Linked DNA regions of Rattus norvegicus: region 2 is linked to region 1. The links are chromatin contacts, called in public Hi-C maps. All regions are on one chromosome and are shown on one strand. Each heading gives the region's core, a stretch centred on a gene start, on an enhancer-like site or on the middle of the called end of the contact. The rest is flanking DNA. Distances are from core to core; before and after follow the strand shown.

Region 1 (2,829 bases), core at 152-2,651:
AAATGTACTCAGGGAAAAACAAACGTCACTTTCCAAGGTTCCAGTATCTCTGAGAACGTAAAGAGCTAAACCAAGAAAGGAAGAAGTTAGGTGGGTTGTTTGCGAGTTTCAAGCCACTAATGAAATAAATCTGACCTAAGGGTTAGCTGACCAGGCTCTCTGGGATCGCCGCGGGCGACTTGCTCTGCCCTCTAGCGGACATACGTGGTGCTGCAGCCTCCGGCTCCAGCTGTGGACCCGCACCTTCAGACAGCACCGCGTGCTGACGCCGGCGGCTCACAGCCTCGCTGGCTCTCTCTTGTCTTCCTACGGCATCCAGCCACCAGCAAAGCCGCAAGCTAGGGGATTTCAAAGACGCCGAGATCTACCCCGTGGTAGCACGGAGGGTGGCGCCAGCAGCTCTCCCATCCTGGGCGGAGAGTCCACGCATCTCTGAGGCCATCCACTGCAGTGCAACTTCCCCGTTGGCAAGGCAACTTTGGGCTAACCTGCAGTCTCGCTTTAGGTGGCTGGGACCTTTGGACCGTGGGGACAGGATGGCTAGGACCTACCTGTAGGACCATCAGGTTCGGAGGGAAGGATCTGGCGCGTCTCGCACCTCTGGTTCCCGGAGGAGGTGCTCAGGATGTTCTGAGAGCCTGAAAAGCTTGGACGAAGATGCAAAGTCTCTGACTGTCCGGGCTCCTGGGCTGGGGGGATTCCTGTGAAAGGCGTCCCCTGGGGTCTCTGGCACAGCAGCCTTGCGTTGCGCTGGGGTAGGAGGTAAGGTGGGGGCACTACGCTTGTAGGCAGGAGTCCCTCCGGAAGCAAGCGGCGTCGGGAAGTTCTGGAAGCCGGGGTTGAGTCTTGGAAGCAGGAGGTGAAGAAGGATGGGCTTGAGCTGGAGCTTTTGGGGGGACCCCAGGAAGATGTACTTGGAGTAAAGGCTATTAAGATGGGGGCTGGCTTCGATCCCCTAGGAGGTGGTTGTTCTGTGTCCGGATGGGATAGGTATAGGTATAGGTTTGGGGGTTCTCTGCAGGAGAGGCCGCTGGTGTGTGTGTGTGTGTGTGTGTGTGTGTGTGTGTGTGTGTGTGTGTGTGTGTGTGTGTGTGTGTTCGTTCTTGTTCTTGGGGAAAGTGGTTCATCGCAAGCCTCCTCTCTCGGTAGGCAGAGCGGCTGACCCTGTCCTGGGACCCAAGTGCAAGGGCACCTCCAAAGGCTCAAAGAAGGTACCTCAAACCGGGATTTTTACCGTCACCACCGAGAAATCACTGCCACTGAGCAGTCCCATGACTGGGCTCGTGCCCTGAGTGAGACTCAGGTAACTTCAGATTCCCAGGAAGGGGACTTGCACGCCCCACACTTGCGTCCCAAGTGAAGCACAACGGTCTGGTCACAGCCCTTCTGGTTTGTTTCAGGGAGAGGACAGGCAGGTAGACACCTGGACCGAGCACCAGGCCCCGCCCCACGTGCCACGCTTTAAAGAATCGTAAGACTTAGTGCTCCCTGGAGGTCGCGGTCGCGGTCGCGGACATGGAGGGCACGCCAGCAGCCAACTGGAGTGTCGAGTTGGACCTCGGGAGTGGAGTGCCACCAGGGGAGGAGGGCAACCGCACGGCCGGGCCACCACAACGCAACGAGGCCCTGGCGCGCGTGGAGGTGGCGGTCCTGTGCCTCATTCTGTTCCTGGCTCTGAGTGGCAACGCGTGTGTGCTGCTGGCGCTGCGCACCACGCGCCACAAGCACTCGCGCCTCTTCTTTTTCATGAAGCACCTGAGCATCGCTGACCTGGTGGTGGCTGTGTTTCAGGTGCTTCCGCAGCTGCTGTGGGACATCACCTTCCGCTTCTATGGGCCCGACCTGCTGTGTCGTCTGGTCAAATACTTGCAGGTGGTGGGCATGTTCGCCTCCACCTACCTGCTGCTGCTGATGTCGCTCGACCGCTGTCTGGCCATCTGCCAGCCGCTGCGCTCCCTGCGCCGCCGAACCGACCGCCTGGCGGTGCTGGGGACGTGGCTTGGCTGCCTGGTGGCCAGTGCTCCGCAGGTGCACATTTTCTCGCTGCGCGAAGTGGCGGACGGAGTCTTCGATTGCTGGGCGGTCTTCATCCAACCCTGGGGACCCAAGGCCTACGTCACATGGATCACGCTCGCCGTCTACATTGTACCGGTCATCGTGCTGGCCGCCTGCTACGGCCTCATCAGCTTCAAGATCTGGCAGAATCTGAGACTCAAGACGGCAGCGGCGGCGGCGGCTGCCGAGGGGAATGACGCGGCGGGTGGAGCTGGGCGTGCGGCGTTGGCACGGGTCAGTAGTGTCAAGCTTATCTCCAAGGCCAAAATCCGCACGGTGAAGATGACCTTCATCATCGTACTGGCCTTCATCGTGTGCTGGACACCTTTCTTCTTCGTGCAGATGTGGAGCGTTTGGGACGTCAATGCGCCCAAGGAAGGTAGTGTGGGCGGAGAGGAAGAGGGTGGCAGGGTCAGGTCTTAGTTCCCCTATCTCTGTACTCCCAAGGTTCTGGGATCTTCTTGGGGCATGAGCTGGTCTCACAGCATCATCATTCTCTGGTTCATAGACTTTGGGACAGTCACTTCTCTGCGTCTCCAGGACTACAGCATGGAAATACCCACGAAGTACAAACTCTTGCCAGTAAGGCAGGCCAGATATCCTGCAGAGGCCTTAGGCAACTTTCAGTGTGAAAATTCTTATAGTGGAGTGGGAAGCTGAGGCAGGCGACTGTCCTTTTACAGAGAGAGAACGGAAGTGGGTTTTCAACCTGAGCACAGGCTCAGGCTCCCACCGCTTTGAGATCACTGTATATTTTAAGTCGGTCAGAATACA
Region 2 (2,861 bases), core at 237-2,736, 210 kb before region 1:
ACTCAATTTCATTTGATTGGATGGTCCAGATCCATCATACATCTAATCCTCCCACTTGTCTTCTGGTTGCTGGCTTGCTAGATTCAGTGTCTGAATGTCTGAATCTTTTTCCTGTTAGGACACCCAGTTCCTGTATCTGTACCTGGAAAGATTTGTCTTGACCAGATTCTTATGAGACTATTCTGTGGTAGCTTATATGCTCAGAAGCCCAACACCCTAAGTTCTACTTACCTGCAAAATGCCCTTCACCAATTACCCATTTTTCTTTTCCTTGAACAGGAATAGACCAAGTAAGTACACAGATGTAAAAAAAAAAAAAAAAAGCTACAGTAGTGCTTTGAATACAGGTGGTCTCTAATATGTGTTAGCTATTACTGTAATAAGTAAACTATCACGTAAATGTTATTCATGTCGTTGTTGCACAGTTCATAGGTGAGTGTAGGCTAGGGAAAATTAATTGGCCCAGATTACAGAGGTCATTTTATGATAAAAACTCAAAAGAATGAAGCCCTAACCTGTTGGGTCTCAGGCTTCACGTCTCTAAAGTATTGGTAACAACCACACCTCTCTGCCTACTTCTCAGGGGAGCTCATCTGCCTGGTCCATTGTAAGTCTTCAAAACATACATGCTGAACCAGTGAATGTGTGGGCCACCTGGGTATCAATGATACAGCAAGCTAGAGGGTTCTGTCTTGGGTGGCATCTGGACCAACTTGTGGTCCCTGGGACTTAGTGCAATGGAGGCCCACAGAAGGCAGAGGATGAATGCTGCCCCACATCTAGATAATGGGGCTCTGGTTAAATCAGCCTAAAAAGAACCTTGCGGGAGACAGGTCAGGGTGCTAAGACATCACCTGGAAGCTAGAAGAGGATGAGGAGCTTATCAATTAGTTGGAGTAATTTGATAGAAAAAGAATGTGGGTTCCTGTTAAACTGATTTAATAATACTCTTTGCTAACACTGGACCTTATACGTGGGGAATATCTGAGAACTAAGTGCCATTTTTAACCGTGGTTATCGCTGAAGAACAGAGGCTCTATGTGGCTCTGGTGAATGCTTACAGAAAGAGGAGTTGAGACAGAAGTGTAATTTTATATATTTGCAAGGAGCAGGACAGATCTCTATAGAGAATACTACCTGAAGGGAGATGTGAGCCTAGACCTTGAACTCTCTATCAAAACTTAGACTTTATTTGGTTTCTGACTTTTTCCTAATATTCAATCAACTTCGGGAATCTTTTGTTTACTCACTTTACAAGACAGACTAAAGCTGCCCTTAATATTTCAATTATCTTCTTTCTCCTGAGGTCCAAGGGGTTGAAGGCCTGCATTGCTCCAGGCTATGCCTTGGAATTCTTTTTCCTCCTCAGTCTTCCAAAGCTGTTGACGCCCAACGCACGAGAACTACAGCTCCCAGCATTCTGTGCGCTCTCTGTGAGCGCGCCGCACGTATCTGACGTACGCTGTAGCGCGGGGAATTTCGAGTAGAGGAACTGCGTGGCAGGCCGGTAGCTGGTGGTCTCGTCAAGTGCGACCATGGAGGACCTGGCCGAGCCACGGTGGCCTCCGGGGTTGGCGATGATGAAGGTGAGTGTCTGGGGAAGGCCGGGGTGCGGACATCGTCGGTGCGAGCGGAGCGCCCCGGTCCGCGCGCCCCCGCCTCGGCCCTATCCTGACTGGCCTCGCGACGCCGGGCCTCAGTTTCCAACCCCCGAGACGGTTCGGGAACGCGCCGCGGTCCTGCGCAGTGAGCCCAAGGTGGCCGCCCTAACGAACCGGATGTTTTGGGTTTCTGTCACAATCAGCGCGTCGCCGGGATAAAGTCACTGTAACGCAGTGTCAACGATGGTGACAGTTCATCCTACGAGAACTCCTGTGTTAACAGTGACACCACTCGTGATTTGGGTGGACGTTGCATCGGATGACTTTTTATAATCAAGTAGCATAATAGGCGGTCTGCTTACCATGGTTTTCCATTTCTGGATGAGGTCCAGAAGTGCTCCTTGTTCTTCACACACTGCAACCGGTTTCCCTGCCTGTTGTGCCCTGCATGACTCAATGATGACGCATCCCTCTCTATTTAATGTTTATTTATTTTATTAATGTAGGAGACAAGGTTTTACCCCGTAGCCCTTGGGTGGCCTGGAGTTCGGTATGTCGACCAGGCTGACCTCAAGATCCACCAGCTCCAGCAACCTGAGCGCTCCTCCCTGGCTCACATCTTTTTAAAACCGAGGCCAGGACCTAGACCCACCGCTTAGCCTTTCGTTTTAAGGAATTATTGCATACTGAATTATCTCACTTAAATAACAGTTAGTGGGTTTGTTTGTTTGTTCTGAGGCGGGGTTTCTTTGTGTAGCCTTGTTCTGTAGAACAGGCTGGTCTTGAACTCTCCGAGATAGCTTGCCTTCCTCTGCCTCCGGAGTTCTGGGATTAAAGATGTGTATCACCTCTGCCCATCCCGTGGATTTTTTTTGTTTTTTGTTTTTGTTTGTCTTTCTACCAAGAATGATTGAGTAGCCCTCGTGCCTCTGTCCGCTGAGTGCACGCTTTACCATTACTTTTCTTCTACATGTAATCGGTACATTGTATCTACTACAACGTAAACATTTCCCTATGACAGTTTTTTTTTTTTTTTTTTTTTTGCTTTTGATATTGGGTTTTTTTTTTTGTTTTTTTGTTTTTGTTTTTGTTTTTGCTTTTTTTTTTTTTTTTTGAGACGGGGTTTCTTTGGATAGCCCTGGTGTCCCAGAACTAGTTCTGCCTCTGAGTGCAGTCTTTTTTCTTACTGTTCTTAAAAAACAATGCATCTTGGGGAGACCGATGGCTCCAGCTGGATAGGTAGAAGAGGATTGCCTTTTC

What was found. Hi-C and Micro-C count contacts between places; a contact is called where the count stands out from the background.
Region 2: a Hi-C map of the A7r5 cell line shows a contact between it and region 1, with 3 times the contacts expected there. The contact joins the promoter of Rad18 here to the promoter of Oxtr in region 1. A contact is called at or near these places in 4 of 12 Hi-C or Micro-C datasets (the A7r5 cell line, Schwann cells, kidney and 1 more).

What each region holds. Positions count from the first base shown.
Region 1 is chr4:147,169,071-147,171,899 of GRCr8, reverse strand. It overlaps Oxtr (oxytocin receptor), which reads left to right and starts at 1,401. Exons shown (of 2, transcript NM_012871.4): 1 at 1,401-2,434. The coding sequence starts at 1,516.
Region 2 is chr4:147,375,494-147,378,354 of GRCr8, reverse strand. It overlaps Rad18 (RAD18 E3 ubiquitin protein ligase), which reads left to right and starts at 1,486. Exons shown (of 13, transcript NM_001077673.1): 1 at 1,486-1,586. The coding sequence starts at 1,536. LOC102548080 (a long non-coding RNA gene) reads right to left here and starts at 1,389. Exons shown (of 6, transcript XR_005503819.2): 1 at 1,251-1,389.